Regions from separate parts of the Macaca mulatta genome. Here region 2 is linked to region 1. A link is a contact called in public Hi-C data. All regions are on one chromosome and are shown on one strand. The core of a region is the stretch at or near the end of the contact, and the rest is flanking DNA. Distances in the headings are between cores, read along the strand shown.

The links. A called contact is a pair of places that touch in the nucleus more often than the background predicts.
Region 2: a contact with region 1 is called in a Hi-C map of cortical neurons, with 2.1 times the contacts expected there. The contact joins the promoter of CACTIN here to the promoter of HMG20B in region 1. A contact is called at or near these places in 3 of 14 Hi-C or Micro-C datasets (blood, cortical neurons and liver).

The regions. Positions count from the first base shown.
Region 1 is chr19:4,379,385-4,387,199 of T2T-MMU8v2.0, reverse strand. It overlaps HMG20B (high mobility group 20B), which reads right to left and starts at 2,649. Exons shown (of 10, transcript XM_077979161.1): 1 at 2,560-2,649; 2 at 2,252-2,307; 3 at 1,797-1,905; 4 at 1,012-1,215; 5 at 1-57. The coding sequence starts at 2,289.
Region 2 is chr19:4,435,012-4,442,826 of T2T-MMU8v2.0, reverse strand. CACTIN (cactin, spliceosome C complex subunit) reads left to right here and starts at 4,980. Exons shown (of 11, transcript XM_077978993.1): 1 at 4,980-5,186. The coding sequence starts at 5,014. It overlaps PIP5K1C (phosphatidylinositol-4-phosphate 5-kinase type 1 gamma), which reads left to right. Exons shown (of 18, transcript XR_013409449.1): 18 at 1-1,269.

The sequences.
Region 1 (7,815 bases), core at 1,400-3,899:
GGCCCGCAGCTCCTTCATGTACTGCTGCTTCTCTCTCTCGGCCTCATCCAGGTACCGCTGGGGGACAGCACCAAAAGACCTGAGGCAGGGGAAGCCTCTAACGCCAGGACCCAGTCTTCATCACTCAGCTTTCACAGCACCCTCCCCTCTCCTGAACCTTCCATAGTTCCCTATTCCCTCCAGACAGACAGAACCGGCTCCTCAGCCTGTTGCTCAAGGACCTCTGAGCTCCCACATCACTTCCCATGCCCCAGGCTCATCCCCAACTCCCGCCCTGACAAGACACTCCTGGGCGCCAGAGTCATGGGCAGGCACCCAACCTCCAGGGTATGTGGATATCTAGACTCCCTCCTGCACCCGTTTTTCTCTTTGAAATTTCACTTACAGGGGTGCAAAGCGGCGGTGGCTTTTGTTACATTTCCGTGATGTTTTTGCAATTTTTAAACTAACAGTATATGAAAATCAGATTTCACAAAAAATCCAGGCCTTATCCTGACTTCTTAGACATATCTTTGTTGGTCACCCAGTTTTCGATCTGTCTTGCCTCTTGCTAGCCGCGCCCCCAAAAGCTGGTCATGGGCTGGCCATGGTGGCTAATGCCTGTAATATCAGTACTTTGGGAGACTGAGGTGGGCAGATCATTTGAGGTCAAGAGTTCAAGACCAGCCTGGCCAACATGGCGAAACTCCATTTCTACTAAAAATACAAAAGTTAGCAGGGCGTGGTGGCTGGCGCCTGTAATCCCAGCTACTTGGGAGGCTGAGACAGGAGAACTGCTTGAACCCGGGAGGTGGAGGTTGCAGTGAGCCGAGATCGCGACACTGCACTCCAGCCTGGGCAACAGAGCAAGACTCCATCTCACACACACACACACACACACACACACACAAAAACTGGTCATGGGTGGGCATTTCACCAGGCATAAGGAAAAGCCCTGCACGTGGAATCCTTTGGGGGTCGGGGCTACTGGTAGTACGGGGGTCCGCCGGCCCTGCTCAGCGCCCCGCTCACCTGCTTCTCCGTTGGCTGCAGCTTGCTCCACTCGGCGCCCAACATCTTGGTGATCTCGGGAAAGGGCAGATCCGGGTGGCGCGTGCGGATCTGCTCGCGCCGCTCGTTCAGGAAGCGCACGTAGCCTGTGACCGGTGCCTTGGGCCCATTCGGCAGAATCTTCTTCCGCTTCTTGCCCTTGGGCCAGCCGCGTTTCTTCACCGGCTGCAGAACCGGGCTGCGTCGTTGGGAGGGGGGCCTGGCGTACTGGGGCGGGGCTCAGAGGGGCATGGGCGGGGCCTAATGCTGTATGGGCGGGGACGGGGCGGGGCCTAGTTGGGAGGAAGAACCCGGAAGAGATGGAGGTAGGGCCCAGTCAGGAGTCAGGACACGGTGGTTTAGAGGGGTCCCTGGCCAGGGATGAGGGGATCCCAGAGACTATGGGCCGAGGTTTGAGCACAGGGGTGGTGTTTACTTAGATTGTAGGCGTGGCCTCTGCTTGGTGGGCGTGGCTTCTTGGAGAAAGGGCCCACAGGACCATGGGGAGGGTGCCGCCCCCAAGGAGTGGAAGTGGGCGGGACCTTAGAGTGGGCAGAGCTGGCATTGTGTGGTGGGCGGGGCCTGGACTTAGGGAGGCAGAGGACCTGTCAGGGGCGTGGCAGCTCGCACGGGGCGGGGTCTCAGCTTCCGGAGGAAAATCTGGGCTGTGGGCGGAGCCACAAGCAATTCAAATCCAGCCTGGGGCGGGACTTCAAGGCTGGGGCCGCAGCCCGGGGCCTCCCCCAGCTCAGCGCAGGGACTCTCACCTCCTCCTCGTGGGACCCCTTCTCGCCGGCGCGTGGACCCTCGCCGCGCTCTTGCTTGACAGCCACCACGAAGCCCCCATGCTGGCCCGGAGCCTTGCCGCCCGCCGGCCTGGAGCCAAGGATACAGAGGTCAGCCCCGTCCCTAGAGCCTCCCCTCCCCCAAACGCCTACCCCAAGGCTTTTAGACGCCCGACGATGGGGCTGCTGCGAGAGTGCATGAGCCCGAGGAAGCAGGGTCTGATGGGGTCAGTATCCGCGGAAGGTGGGACAAGCGGGGCTCCTGGGAGGGGCTGGAGGCCGAGGTGGGGTATGCAGGATTGGATGGAGGGAGAAGCCCCCTGACCCAGGTTGGGGGCGGTCGAGACCCCGGCCGGGGTGACTGGAGCGGGGGTTCAGGAGCTAGGGCTGCAGCCGGGAAGGTAGCGAGGGCGTGGGGAGGGAATCGGAGCACTCACGCGGCGGCCGTGCCGGGCTGCTTGGGGCCGTGGGACATGGCTGCTCCGGGCCGGACCTGGAACACGGACGCGGGCGGAGTTGAGTAGCGCCTGGGCTGATTGATGGCGGACCGCGAACTGGGGTATCCCGTGATGGAGAGCCCCGGGATGCCGGGCCCGGAGCGCTGGGGGGGCCGGATCCGGGGGCGGGGAAGTCCTCGAGGGCGGGCGCCCCAAGAATCCTTTGTTGGGCGATTGCCCCCCGGGAGGCCTGGGCCGGTTCCCCCCGGCCCAGGAAAGACCCCGACCCGGCCCTGGGACCCCCGCACCCCCGCCCCCTCGCAAGGCCCGGAGTTCCGCGGCTGTTTTCACCTCCAAAGAAACTTTCCCGGACCTCCCGACTGCGCGACGCTCCAACCAACCGCCCGCAGCCCACCCCCGCCGACTGCCCCGCCCCTCCCCGCCCCCGGCATGCTAATGAGGCCTCGGCGAACGGTCCCATTGGGTGAGGCCTTCCCCCGGGGCGTGCCCATGCAGATACCGATCGGCGCGCCGGCCGGCGATTGGCTGGGGAGGCTGCTGAGCCGCGTGGGAGGTTAGTAAGGAAGGCGGCGGGCGGTGCGTCAAGTTCGGCTGCGCTCGGCCGCGCTCGGGACCAATCGGGAGCGCGTGGCGGACTTGCCGGGCGGAGCCTCTTAAAGGGCCAGTAGGTGAGGCGCCGACTCCTCCTCCCGCTCTGAGGGCGATACTCCCAGCAGCTGCCGGATGGCGCGACCCGCGGATCCGGGTCGGGCCACGCCCCGGTTGCCATGGGGACGGAGGTGCTAGGGTTAAGTTCCTGTGAGGCAGCCCCCAGCCCTAGGACAAGGTGGGACCTGTTCTTAACATCCTGCAAAACCCATCGGAGACGTTTCCTATTTATTTATTCAGAACCCCCGACATCCGGATCCGAGGGCTTCTGGCCACAGGGGCGGCTTTCCCAGTGGGATCTGGGCTTTCCCTCCTGTGCAATGGGGACATCGCACGATGTCCAGGGCATAGAGGCTGGGATGCTGCGAAGCTGAGAACGGGGTGTGGGTCAGTCAGGGGGTGGGGTTGGGAGCTGGGCTGGAAGTATTTGGGGAAAGATGGTGGTAAAGGGAGGTTGCAAGGACCTGGTGAAGTTGGGTCAGGATGCTCCGCTCTGGGGGATCAGACCCAAGTTGGGGGCTGCTCACTTCCTCTTTTTTTTTTTTTTTTTTTGAGACGGAGTCTTGCTCCGTCGCCCAGGCTGGAGTGCAGTGGCTCGATCTCGGCACACTGCAACCTCTGCCTCCCGGGTTCAAGCAATTCTCTGCCTCAACCTCCCGAGTAGCTGGGATTACACACGCCTGCCACTACGCCTGGCTAATTTTTGTATTTTTAGTAGAGACAGGGTTTCACCATCTTGGCCAGGCTGGTCTTAAACTCCTGACCTCGTGATCCACCTGCCTCGGCCTCCCAAAGTGCTGGGATTACAGGTGTGAGCCACCGCGCCCAGCCCCCTTCCTCTTCCTCAAGTCCGCTCAAATGTCACCTGCTCAGCCAGGACCTCGCCTCTGATTTTTTTTTTTTTTTTCTCCGTAAGTCGGTTTCCTCTCTGTGGCCTGCCTGTTTGGTTCACAGCAGTGACCGTGGTGGGTGTTCAATACACATTCATTGAATTGTTCAAATGTCTAGGAGGCAGATGCAGTCAGCTGCTTTGGAAAACAGACTGGCATTTCCTCAAAGGGTTAAATAAATGTGGAATCACCATGCAATTCAGCAGTTCACTCCTAGGAATATACTCCAGACAACTGAAAACAGGTGTTCAAACAAAAGCGTGTACACAAGTGCCCATAACAGCGTGATTCATAATAGCCAAAAAGTGAAAGCAACTCAAATGTCCGCTAACAATGCATGGATCAATGACGTGATATATCCTTACAACAGAATATTATCGGCCATAGGTTGGGTGCGGTGGCTCACACCAGTAATCCCAGCACTTTGGGAGGCAGGCGGATCACTTGAGGTCAGGAGTTCGAGACCAACCTGGCCAACATGGTGAAAACCCAGCTCTATTAAAAATACAAGCCGGGCACGGTGGCTCACGCCTGCAGTCCCAGCACTTTGGGAGGCCGAGGCGGGTGGATCACGAGGTCAGGAGATCGAGACCATCCTGGCTAACATGGTGAAACCCCGTCTCTACTAAAAATACAAAAAATTAGCCAGGCGTGGTGGTGGGTGCCTGTAGTCCCAGCTCCTCGGGAGGCTGAGGCAGGAGAATGGCATGAACCCAGGGGGCAGAGCTTGCAGTGAGCCGAGATCGTGCCACTGCACTCCAGCCTGGGCAACAGAGCAAGATTCCGTCTCAAAAAAAAAAAAAAAAGGAAAAGAATATTAGCAGCCATAAAAAAAAAGTAGCGAGTCTCTGACACGGGTCACAGCATGGATGTACCTTGAAGACATCACGCGCAGTGAGAGAAGCCAGACACAAAAGACCACACAGTGTGTGATCAAAATGTTCAGGACAGGCCCATCCACAGAGAGAGGAGGGGGACACATGGGTGCCAGTGGGTAGGGAATGACTGCTGAGAGGGATGCGGTTTTCTTTTTTTTTATTTATTTTTTTTATTTTTTATTTTTTTATTTATTTATTTATTTTTTTTGAGACGGAGTCTCACGCTGTCGCCCAGGCTGGAGTGCAGTGGCGCGATCTCGGCTCACTGCAAGCTCCGCCTCCCGGGTTCCCGCCATTCTCCTGCCTCAGCCTCCTGAGTAGCTGGGACTACAGGCGCCCGCCACCGCGCCCGGCTAATTTTTTGTATTTTTAGTAGAGACGGGGTTTCACTGTGGTCTCGATCTCCTGACCTTGTGATCCGCCCGCCTCGGCCTCCCAAAGTGCTGGGATTACAGGCTTGAGCCATTTTTTTTTTTATTTTTTGAGACGGAGTCTCGCTCTGTCGCCCAGGCCGGAGTGCAGTGGCCAGATCTCAGCTCACCGCAAGCTCCGCCTCCCGGGTTCACGCCATTCTCCTGCCTCAGCCTCCCAAGTAGCTGGGACTACAGGCGCCCGCCACCTCGCCCGGCTAGTTTTTTGTACTTTTCAGTAGAGACGGGGTTTCACCGTATTAACCAGGAAGGTCTCGATCTCCTGACCTCGTGATTCGCCCGTCTCGGCCTCCCAAAGTGCTGGGATTACAGGCTTGAGCCACCGCGCCCGGCCGGGATGCGGTTTTCATTTGGGGATGAAAGTATTTTACAATTTGATTTCAGTGATGGCTGCATGACTCTGGAAATATACTACAAGCAATGGAATTGTATGCTCTAAATGGGTGCATTATATGTGAGTTAAGTCTCAAGAAGCCCGTTGTCGTAAGATGCAGCCTGGGGCTGAGGAAGGGGAGCTGGCCCTGGTATCTAGACGGTTCCACACGCCAGACCTGGCTCTGTTGCTTAATCAGCTGTCTGACCTCCCAGGCCTCCCCTGTGTCTCTCTGCCCACTTAAAAATAGTGCAGGTGAGGCCGGGCGCGGAGTCACCCCTCACGGCCATAGTCAATAACAAATTAATGGTACATTTATTCGTTTGTTTATTTTATTTTATTTATTATTATTTTTTGAGACTGAGTCTCGCTCTGTCACCAGTGCAGTGATGCGATCTCGGCTCACTGCAGCAAGCTCCACCTCCCAGGTTCATGCCATTCTCCTGCCTCAACCTCCGGATTAGCTGGGACTACAGGCGGCCGCCACCACGCTTGGCTAATTTTTTCTATTTTTTAGTAGAGATGGGGTTTTGCCACATTAGCCAGGATGGTCTCAATCTCCTGATCTCGTGATCCACCCGCCTCGGCCTCCCAAAGTGCTGGGATTACAGGCGTGAGTCACCATGCAGCCTTTTTATTTTGTTTATTTTGAGATGGAGTCTTGCTCTGTTGCCAAGGCTGGAGTGCGGTGGCATGATCTTGGCTCACTGAAACCTCTGCCTCCCAAGTTCAATGATCCTCCTCCCTCGGCCTCCCAAGTAGCTGGGATTACAGGCATGAACCACCTTTCTATTAGGTTTTGTGTTTGTTTGTTTTTGTTTTTATTTTGACAGAGTCTCACTCTGTCATCCAGGCTGGGGTGTAGTGACACGATCTAGGCTCATTGCAACCTCCGCCTCCCAGGTTCAAGGGATTCTCCTGCCTCAGCCTCCCGAGTAGCTGGGATTACAGGCACCCGCCACCAAAACAGGCTAATTTTTTTGTATTTTTAGTGGAGACGGGGTTTCATCATGTTGGCCAGGCTGGTTTCCAACTCCCGACCTCAAGTGATCCACCCGCCTCAGCCTCCCAAGGTGCTGGGATTATAGGCATGAGTCATCATGTCCAGCCTTCTATTAGTTTTTTTTTTTTTTTTTTGAGGTGGATTTTTTTTTTGAGCCACCATGTCCAGCCTCTATTAGTTATTTTTTTTTATTTTTTATTTTTTATTTTATTTTTTTATTTTTTTTTTTGAGACGGAGTCTCGCTCTGTCGCCCAGCCCAGGCTGGAGTGCAGTGGCGCGATCTCGGCTCACTGCAAGCTCCGCCTCCCGGGTTCACGCCATTCTCCTGCCTCAGCCTCCCGAGTAGCTGGGACTACAGGCGCCCACAACCGCGCCCGGCTAATTTTTTCTATTTTTAGTAGAGACGGGGTTTCACCATGGTCTCGATCTCCTGACCTTGTGATCCGCCCGTCTCGGCCTCCCAAAGTGTTGGGATTACAGGCGTGAGCCACCGTGCCTGGCCTTTTTTTTTTTTTGAGACGGAGTCTCGCTCTGTCACCCAGGCTGGAGTGCAGTGGCCGGATCTCAGCTCACTGCAAGCTCCGCCTCCCGGGTTCACGCCATTCTCCTGCCTCAGCCTCCCGAGTAGCTGGGACTACAGGCGCCTGCCACCTCGCCCGGCTAAGTTTTTGTATTTTTAGTAGAGACGGGGTTTCACTGTGTTAGCCAGGATGGTCTCGATCTCCTGACCTCGTGATCCGCCCATCTCGGCCTCCCAAAGTGCTGGGATTACAGGCTTGAGCCACCTCGCCCGGCCTCTATTAGTTATTTTTAAATGTATAATTAAATTTGTGCAGGTGTGGTGGCTCACACCTGTAATCCCAGCACTTTGGGAGGCTGAGGCAGGAGGATCACTTTGAGGTCGGGAGTTCCAGACCAGCCTCGGCAACGTAGCGAGATCCCATCTCTACAAGTAATTTAAAAATTGGCTGGGCGTGGTGGCTGCTGCCTGTGGTCCCAGCTACTCAGGAGGCCAAGGTGGGAGGATCACTTGAGCCCAGGAGGTAGAGACTGCAGTGAGCTATGACTGAGCCACTGCACTCCAGCCTGGGTAACAGAACGAGACCCTATCTCAAAAACAAAAAAACAAAAAAGAAGAGTTTTCAGGTTGGTTTTGAAAGCAGTTTGGAGTTTCTTGGCATCAACAAAAACACCTTGTCGCAGGAATATTTTCTAGAAAAGAAAGAAAGTAACTTAAGTCCAGACTGCATGGTATTCAGTCTAGTTCCTGCAAACTGTGCATGCCCATTCTGTCACAAGTGACATATAATTTATACTAT
Region 2 (7,815 bases), core at 3,731-6,230, 53 kb before region 1:
CACCGGGCATCCACCAATCAGCTTCCCCCATCTCTCCGAAGGACACCCGGCAGGCATCCCCCGGGGAGGCGGGGGCAGAAATCAGAAGGGGTGTCTGGGACCTGGATGACCAACAGGGACAGGGGCATGGTCGTCATCTCAAAGGCCCACACCCCCAGAGGCCACACTGAGCCTCCCAGGGAGCCCTCGAGTCCCCCTGCCCAGAGACGTGGAGAGCCTGTGGGGGTGACTCGGAGCAGCAGGTGTGGTCCCGGGCGGGCAGCACCACGTCCAGGGCAGCCTCCCTCCGCTGAGCGAGTCACATGATACCAGTGCCCGGCCAACACTCCCTTGCAGGAGAAATTTGCAAACCTCTGTGGATACCACATTTCCATTTTTGTGTTGTCTCCAAGGCCCCTTTGGAGATCTACTTTGTTGGTTGTGTTTTTTGGTTCCTTTCAGAGAACTGTAAACCGAGGCTGAAGTGCCCCACTGACTGTGCCGAGGGGCAGGGGCAGGAGGACCGCAAGACCTATTTATAATATTTAGCAAACTCGGCCTCCCTCAGATCCCCCGCGAGGGAGGCCGCTGGACCCACCCCGCTGTCCCCCACGATAGAAGTCTGTAAATACCTTGGTGACCAATGCCCACTTCCCCTCCTGGGTCACCTCTGATGGCCGCCGTCCACTGAGAATGTGGACAGTGTCCAAATTCCTGTACTGTAATGACTAAAAGGCGTTTTCTCTGAGACTGACAAGGCAGAAACTTCCATGTGTCTCCTGCCAGGCTCTGTCCCCCTACGCCATCCCAACATGTCCCCCTTCCCCCGAAACCTGGCTCAGTGCAATACTCCCGTTGCCATGGGGTCCTTCACCATGGTACTGTCTCCACAGCCCCTCAGTCCCCACCCCAGGATAGGCGCCCACCACCTCCTCCTCGTCTCCGGTGGTCAATCGCTCCTCCTGTCCCCACCCCAGTCCCATTTTTATGGCTGAACTGATTCTGAAACAAAACGAAACTGCAAACCTCGTGTGTCTTAACTCCCCCCGGGGATTCCACTGCATTCCTCTGCCCTGTGGTCTGGTGCGTGACAATCCAAAGCGCTGCGCCTCGTGGCCGAGACGAGGGTGCTGTGTCCCTGAAACCCAGAGCCGTGGGCGCCTCTGAAACCATACAGCCACTCCTGGCCCCAAACAACACTGGTTTGCAGCCCAGGTTCCCCGCCCACCCATCCCCACCACACCCCGTCTTTTTAGAGGTCTCTCTAATAAATCGGGTAATAAGCATCCACCCGCTTGTCTGCCTTTCTGTGGGTTCCGGGGTCTGGTTGGGAGTTTGAGGACTGACTTTGTTTTCTGGGTTTTTTTTTTTTTTTTTTTTTTGAGATGGAGTCTCCTGTCACCCAGGCTGGAGTGCAGTGGTGCAATCTCAGCTCACTGCAACCTCTGCCTTCCAGGTTCAAGCCATTCTCCTGCCTCAGCCTCCCGAGTAGCTGGGATTACAGGCGCGCACCACCACGCCCGGCTAATTTTTTTGTATTTTTAGTAGAGACGGGGTTTCACCATGTTGGCCAGGCTGGTCTCAAACTCCTGACCTCAAAGGACCTGCCCGCCTCAGCCTCCCAAATTGCTGAGATTACAGGCATGAGCCACCGCGCCCGGCCTGAGGTCTGACTTTGATTCTTAGGGAAGAAAGAAACCTTTGTGAGATTGATGCTAATATCAGTAATAGAACCCAAACACCTTACCAGTTGTGAACCTCCTTTAGGTCCCAGTTCAGCTCAGAAAACATCTGTGCTTCCAACATCTGTGCAGCCCTCCAAAGTTTGTATTTGTTCTGCTAGGGCGGTTCAAATTCAGTGAGGTTTGGACCCCTTGAAGGGAAAAGATTTCTCTTAGGTCTCCCAGATTGAGAAACTACATTGAAAGTAAGATAGGCCGGGCGCAGTGGCTCAAGCCTGTAATCCCAGCACTTTGGGAGGCCGAGACGGGTGGATCACGAGGTCAGGAGTTCGAGACCATCCTGGCTAACACGGTGAAACCCCGTCTCTACTAAAAAATACAAAAAAAAAAAAAAAGGCCGGGCGCGGTGGCTCAAGCCTGTAATCCCAGCACTTTGGGAGGCCGAGACGGGCGGATCACAAGGTCAGGAGATCGAGACCATCCTGGCTAACACAGTGAAACCCCGTCTCTATTAAAAATACAAAAAAAACTTAGCCGGGCGAGGTGGCGGGCGCCTGTAGTCCCAGCTACTCGGGAGGGTGAGGCAGGAGAATGGCGTGAACCCGGGAGGCGGAGCTTGCAGTGAGCTGAGATCCGGCCACTGCACTCCAGCCTGGGTGACAGAGCGAGACTCCGTCTCAAAAAAAAAAAAAAAAAAAAAAAAAAAAATAGCTGGGCGAGGTGGCGGGCACCTGTAGTCCCAGCTACTTGGGAGGCTGAGGCAGGAGAATGGCATAAACCCGGGAAGTGGAGCTTGCAGTGACTTGAGATCCGGCCACTGCACTCTAGCCTGGGGGACAGAGCAAGACTCCGTCTCAAAAAAAAAAAGTAAGATCCTGGCCAGGCGTGGTGGCACAGACCTGTAATCCCAGCTACTCGGGAGGCTGAGGCCAGAGAATTGCTTGAACCTAGGAGGCAGAGTTTGCAGTGAGCTGAGATCGCGCCCCTGCACTCCAGCCTGGGCAACAGAGCAAGACTCTTGTCTCAAAAAAAAAAAAAAGAAAGAAAAGTAAGATCCTGCCTTTAGTAAGGGAGCCCTTGGAACAATGCCGTTTTCAGCACAGCTGTTTTATAAACTGAACATGGAGGTGATCTCGTTTTAAGTTAGTTTGTTTGTTTGAAATGGAGTCACGCTCTATCACCCAAGCTGGAATGCAATGATACGGTCTCGGCTCACTGCAACCTCTGCCTCCCAGGTTCAAGCAGTTCTGCCTCGGCCTCCCGAGTACCTGGGACTACAGGTGCCCGGCACTACACCCGGCTAAATTTTGTATTTTTAGTAGAGATGGGGGTTTCACCATGTTGACAAGGCTGGTCTCGAACTCCTGACCTCAGGTGATCCACCCACCTTGGCCTCCCAAAGTGCTGGGATTACAGGACTGAGCCACTGTGCCCAGCCCATGCAGCCAATCTCTAATGTGCTGCAAGGATGCATCTGAATTTTGGGAAGCACAGGGTCGGGCCTTCGCGTTGTTTTGGACCATCCCAACACCATGACAACCCACATCTCAGGACCGGCAAGGTCATCATCTAGAGTGTCAGGAGATGGTCGTCTGCTTCCTCTGTAAGATTCCATCCTTGCCTTAACAGCAAGCAAAGCATACAAAGCCAGCGTTTGTGGGGATGTTAGGAAGTTGTATTCCAAGATAAGCATTTTATTTATTTATTTTGAAACGGAGACTTGCTCTGTCGCCCAGGTTGGAGTGCAGTGGTGCGATCTCAACTCACAGCAACCTCCGCTTCCTGAGTTCAAGCGATTCTCTGCTTCAGCCTCCCGAGTAGCTGGGATTACAGCTGGGATTACAGTGGTACAATCGTGCCACCATGCCCAGCTAATTTTTGTATTTTTAGTAGAGCCGGGGTTTCACCATGTTGGCCAGGCTGGTCTCGAACTCCTGACCTCAAGATCCACCTGCCTCAGCCTCCCAAAGTGTTGGGATTACAGGCATGAGCCACTGTGCCCGACTCAAGATAAACATTTTAATTTTTTTTTCTTTTTTTTTTTTTGAGATAGAGTCTTGCTTTGTCACCGAGGCCGTAGTGCGGTGGCACAATGTCGGCTCACTGCAACCGCTGCCTCCCGGGTTCAAGCGATTCTCTCTGCCTCAGCCTCCCAAGTAGCTGGGATTACAGGTGCCTGCCACCACACCTGGCTAATTTTTGTATTATTTAGTAGAGATAGGGTTTCACCATATTGGCCAGGCTGGTCTTGAATTCCTGACCTCAGGTGATCCGCCTGCCTGGGCCTCCCAAAGTGCTGGGATTACAGGCGTGAGCCACTGCACCCGACCAAGATAAACATTTTAAAAGTTTGCTTCAATTACCATCATCCTCCAGAAACAGGCCTTCCTAGCTCTGAGTGGTTAGAACTGCAGGGCGTGGTGGTAGCAGCGACCACGGGCTGGGGGAGCCCAAGACGGCACATCAGTGTCTTCTAGGTGCCTCCAGCCTTGCCCTTGAAGTCCGTCCTCCCATGCCAAACTTGTTTCAACAGCAAGTCCCCCAAACCCTGCTCACAACCCTCCCACGGGTCCCCAGCACCCACACCACAAAGCTGGGCAGCCTGGGTTGAGAAGGTAGGTGTTAAATGTGACTTTCCCTCCCTGAGCCTCAGCTTCCCCCCAAGCCTCAGTTTCCCCATCTCTAAAATGAGTTGATGGGGCAATACAAGGAGTTATCAAAGTTTTTTTTTTAAAGCTTAACTCCCAAAATACACAGGTGTTCATTGGCAGGTGGTTCATTGGCAGGTGGTGGAGCATAACGATGACTCTCATAGGAAGGCTTTTCAGTTTCTGTCCCCGCGCCCACCCTCTGCCCTCTGGAGCTGCCTGGTACCTAAGCCCTTCCTGGTTCTTTGCCTTTCGGGGACCTCGCTCCCCAGACACGCCTCTCCTTGGCCACGCCCCTGGTCACGCCAATGAAGTGCCACTTCGGGTCTAGACCCGCTTCTTATTGGTCCCGCCTCCGCAGGCCCCTCCCCCCATAAGGTGCCTAGTTTGCCCTTGCCCGGCCCACAGTTTCTCAGGCCCCCTGAGGCGCGGGGACCCGCCTGGGGCTGCCTCCGACACTGCCTGAAAGGAGAACCCCTCGCCCTGGAGCCTACAATGTCAGTGGAGTCGATCACGCGGTCCACATTTTCAGATGTAGTAGAGAGTCTGGGGCGTCGGAGTCCTTGCAGGCTGTGGCGGCGTGATGGGTTGTTCTCTCCTGGCTCAGGCCCGGACGGGGCAGTCTGGAGAGCGCCGTGAGCGAGAAAGGCCCCCAGCGCCGGCTTCGGCTATTGGTGTCAGCGTCGCGGCCACTGGCCCAGCCGATGGGTCGGGACACACGCTCGCGCTCGCGGTCAGCGGGTCGCCGCGGCCGAAGGCAGCGGAGCCAGAGCGGGAGCCGGAGCCGAAGTCGGAGCAGGAGCCATGGGCGGCGAAACCGGCGGCGCCGGGAGGACGAGGGACGGCGCAGACGGAGGCGGCGGAGCCGGGAGCGTAGGTGGGGTCGCTGCGGGAGCAGCGCTGGGGATCCGGCTCCTACCTCAGGAGCGCCCGACCGAGGGTTGGAGATCCCGGGGAACTGGGAGATCCCCGACTTACTCGGGGAGGGCTTCCTGGAGAAGGGGACAACTGACCACGAGTCGCAGTTAACTTGGCAGCGGAAGGAAGGCGAGAGGCGTTCCAGGCAGGGGACCGGGTGGTTGGAGGGACAGCCCGGAGCCGGGTGAGCGAAGCGGCGGGGAGGTAACCAGAGACCAGATCATATCGAGCCCTTTGTGCTCAGCACATTGGATCTTGGTTATTAGTCGGAGGGAAATGGGGAGCCTTGAGAGGAATTTGGGCAGGGGAGTGACGTGGACTGACTGACTGTGCAAACTTTCTGGCTTTGAGGTGGAGAAGGGATGGAGCGGGGTGGGCAGGAGCGGCACCAGAGGAGGACGGCACGGTTGTCCAGAGAGTAGATGATGGCAGCCTCGATGAGAGAGAGGCTGTAGGCAACCACAGCGGGGAAAGTGCATAGATTTCAGAGGGATTCTGGAAGTAGAGGTGACAGCATTTGCTAATGGAGGTGGACTGTGGGAGGGAAGAAGACTCGGTGTCAGCTGGCAGGATTCACAGCTGACTCCTAGTACCTTAATCTCAGCTTCCCCACTGCCCACGGTCCTTTGCTTCTGGAGATGGGACACTTAGTCGGATTTGCCTTGAGCTGGGTCCTGTACAGAGAAACCAGAATGGTGACAGGGACTGATTCCCAGACCGGGGCTCCAGTGCTGGCTCAGCCCCTTCGTGGCTGTGACACTCAGGCCAGTTTTGCCTCACTCTGGGCCATGTTCACTCATCTGCTGTGGTTGTTTGTTTGTTTGTTTGTTTTTGAGACAGAGTCTTCCTCTGTCGCCCAGGCTTGGGTGGAGTGGCGCCATCTCAGCTCACTGTTACCTGTGCCTCCCGGGTTCAAGCGATTCTTCAGCCTCAGCCTCCCGGGTAGCTGAGATTACAGGTGCATGTTGCCAACCCAGCTAATTTTTGTATTTTTTAGTAGAGCTGGGGTTTCTCCATGTTGGCCAGGCAGGTCTTGAACTCCTGACCTCAAGTAATCCTGGCCCTCAAGAGATCTCCCAAAGTGCTGGGATTACAGGCGTGAGCCACCATGCCTGGCCATAAGTCTTGTTTTTATTTTTATTTTTTATTTTTTTTAATTTTTTTTGAGACAGAGTCTCGCTCTGTCACCCAGGCTGGAGTGCAGTGGCCGGATCTCGGCTCACTGCAAGCTCCGCCTCCTGGGTTCACGCCATTCTCCTGCCTCAGCCTCCCTAGTAGCTGGGACTACAGGCGCCCGCTACCTCGCCCGGCTAGTTTTTTGTATTTTCTAGTAGAGACGGGGTTTCACCGTGTTAGCCAGGATGGTCTCGATCTCTTGACCTTGTGATCATCCCGTCTCGGCCTCCCAAAGTGCTGGGATTACAGGCTTGAGCCACTGCGCCCGGCCTGTATTTTTTTAGTAGAGACGGGGTTTCACCGTGTTAGCCAGGATGGTCTCGATCTCCTGAGCTCGTGATCCACCTGTCTCGGCCTCCCAAAGTGCTGGGATTACAGGCTTAAGTCACCGCGTGCGGCCATTTTTTTTATTTTTGAGATGGAGTCTCGCTCTGTCCCCCAGGCTGGAGTGCAGTGGCCGGATCTCAGCTCACTGCAAGCTCCGCCCCCCGGGTTCACGCCATTCTCCTGCCTCAGCCTCCCGAGTAGCTGGGACTACAGGCGCCCGCCACCTTGCCTGGCTATTTTTTTTGTATTTTTTAGTAGAGAAGGGGTTTCACCGTGTTAGCCAGGATGGTCTCGACCTCCTGACCTCATGATCCGCCCACCTTGGCCCCCCAAAGTGTTGGGATTACAGGTGTGAGCCACTGCACCTGGCCGCATAAGTCTTGTTAATGTCATCTTTGTGTGTTTTTGTCTGCCATTTTCTGGTAGTGGAATTATTTGCAATAATTTGCCACACTAGATAGAATTAATGTTAGAATTAATGTTCAGGAAAATTCAATCGAATTTGTGGCCAATATTTAAGGGCTCCGCAATGATTGGTTTCAACATAGTTTAGATTTTTTGGTATGAGCTTAATGGGTAGAACATTTAACAAAATATTTGGCAGTTCTGTGTGTACAAAGATGCCTAAACGTGACTGGGTGCAGTGGCTCACATCTGTAATCCCAGCACTTCGGGAGGCTAAGACAGAAGGCTTGCCTGAGCCCAGGAGTTCAAGACCAGCCTGGGCAACATAGCAAGAACCCCTCTGTTCAAAAAATGTAAAAAGTTAGCTGGGTGTGGTGGTGTGCGCCTGTAGTCCCAGCTACTCAGGAGGCTGAGGCGAGAGGATGGCTTGAGCCCAGGAGGTCAAGGCTGCAGTGAGCTCTGATCGTGCCACTGCACTCCAGCCTGGGTGACAGAGGCAGACCCTCTCTCTAATGAATAAAAATATAGACCTTGTCTCCAGTAGACTTTGTGTCTAATAGACCCTGTCTCTAATAAATAAAATTAAAGGCCCTTGAACCACCCCTGGGGTTGTGCATCTTCCATTCCCTGCGCTCTATTGTGTTAACTCCTGTCCATCCTGTGGGACCAGTTCAAATGCC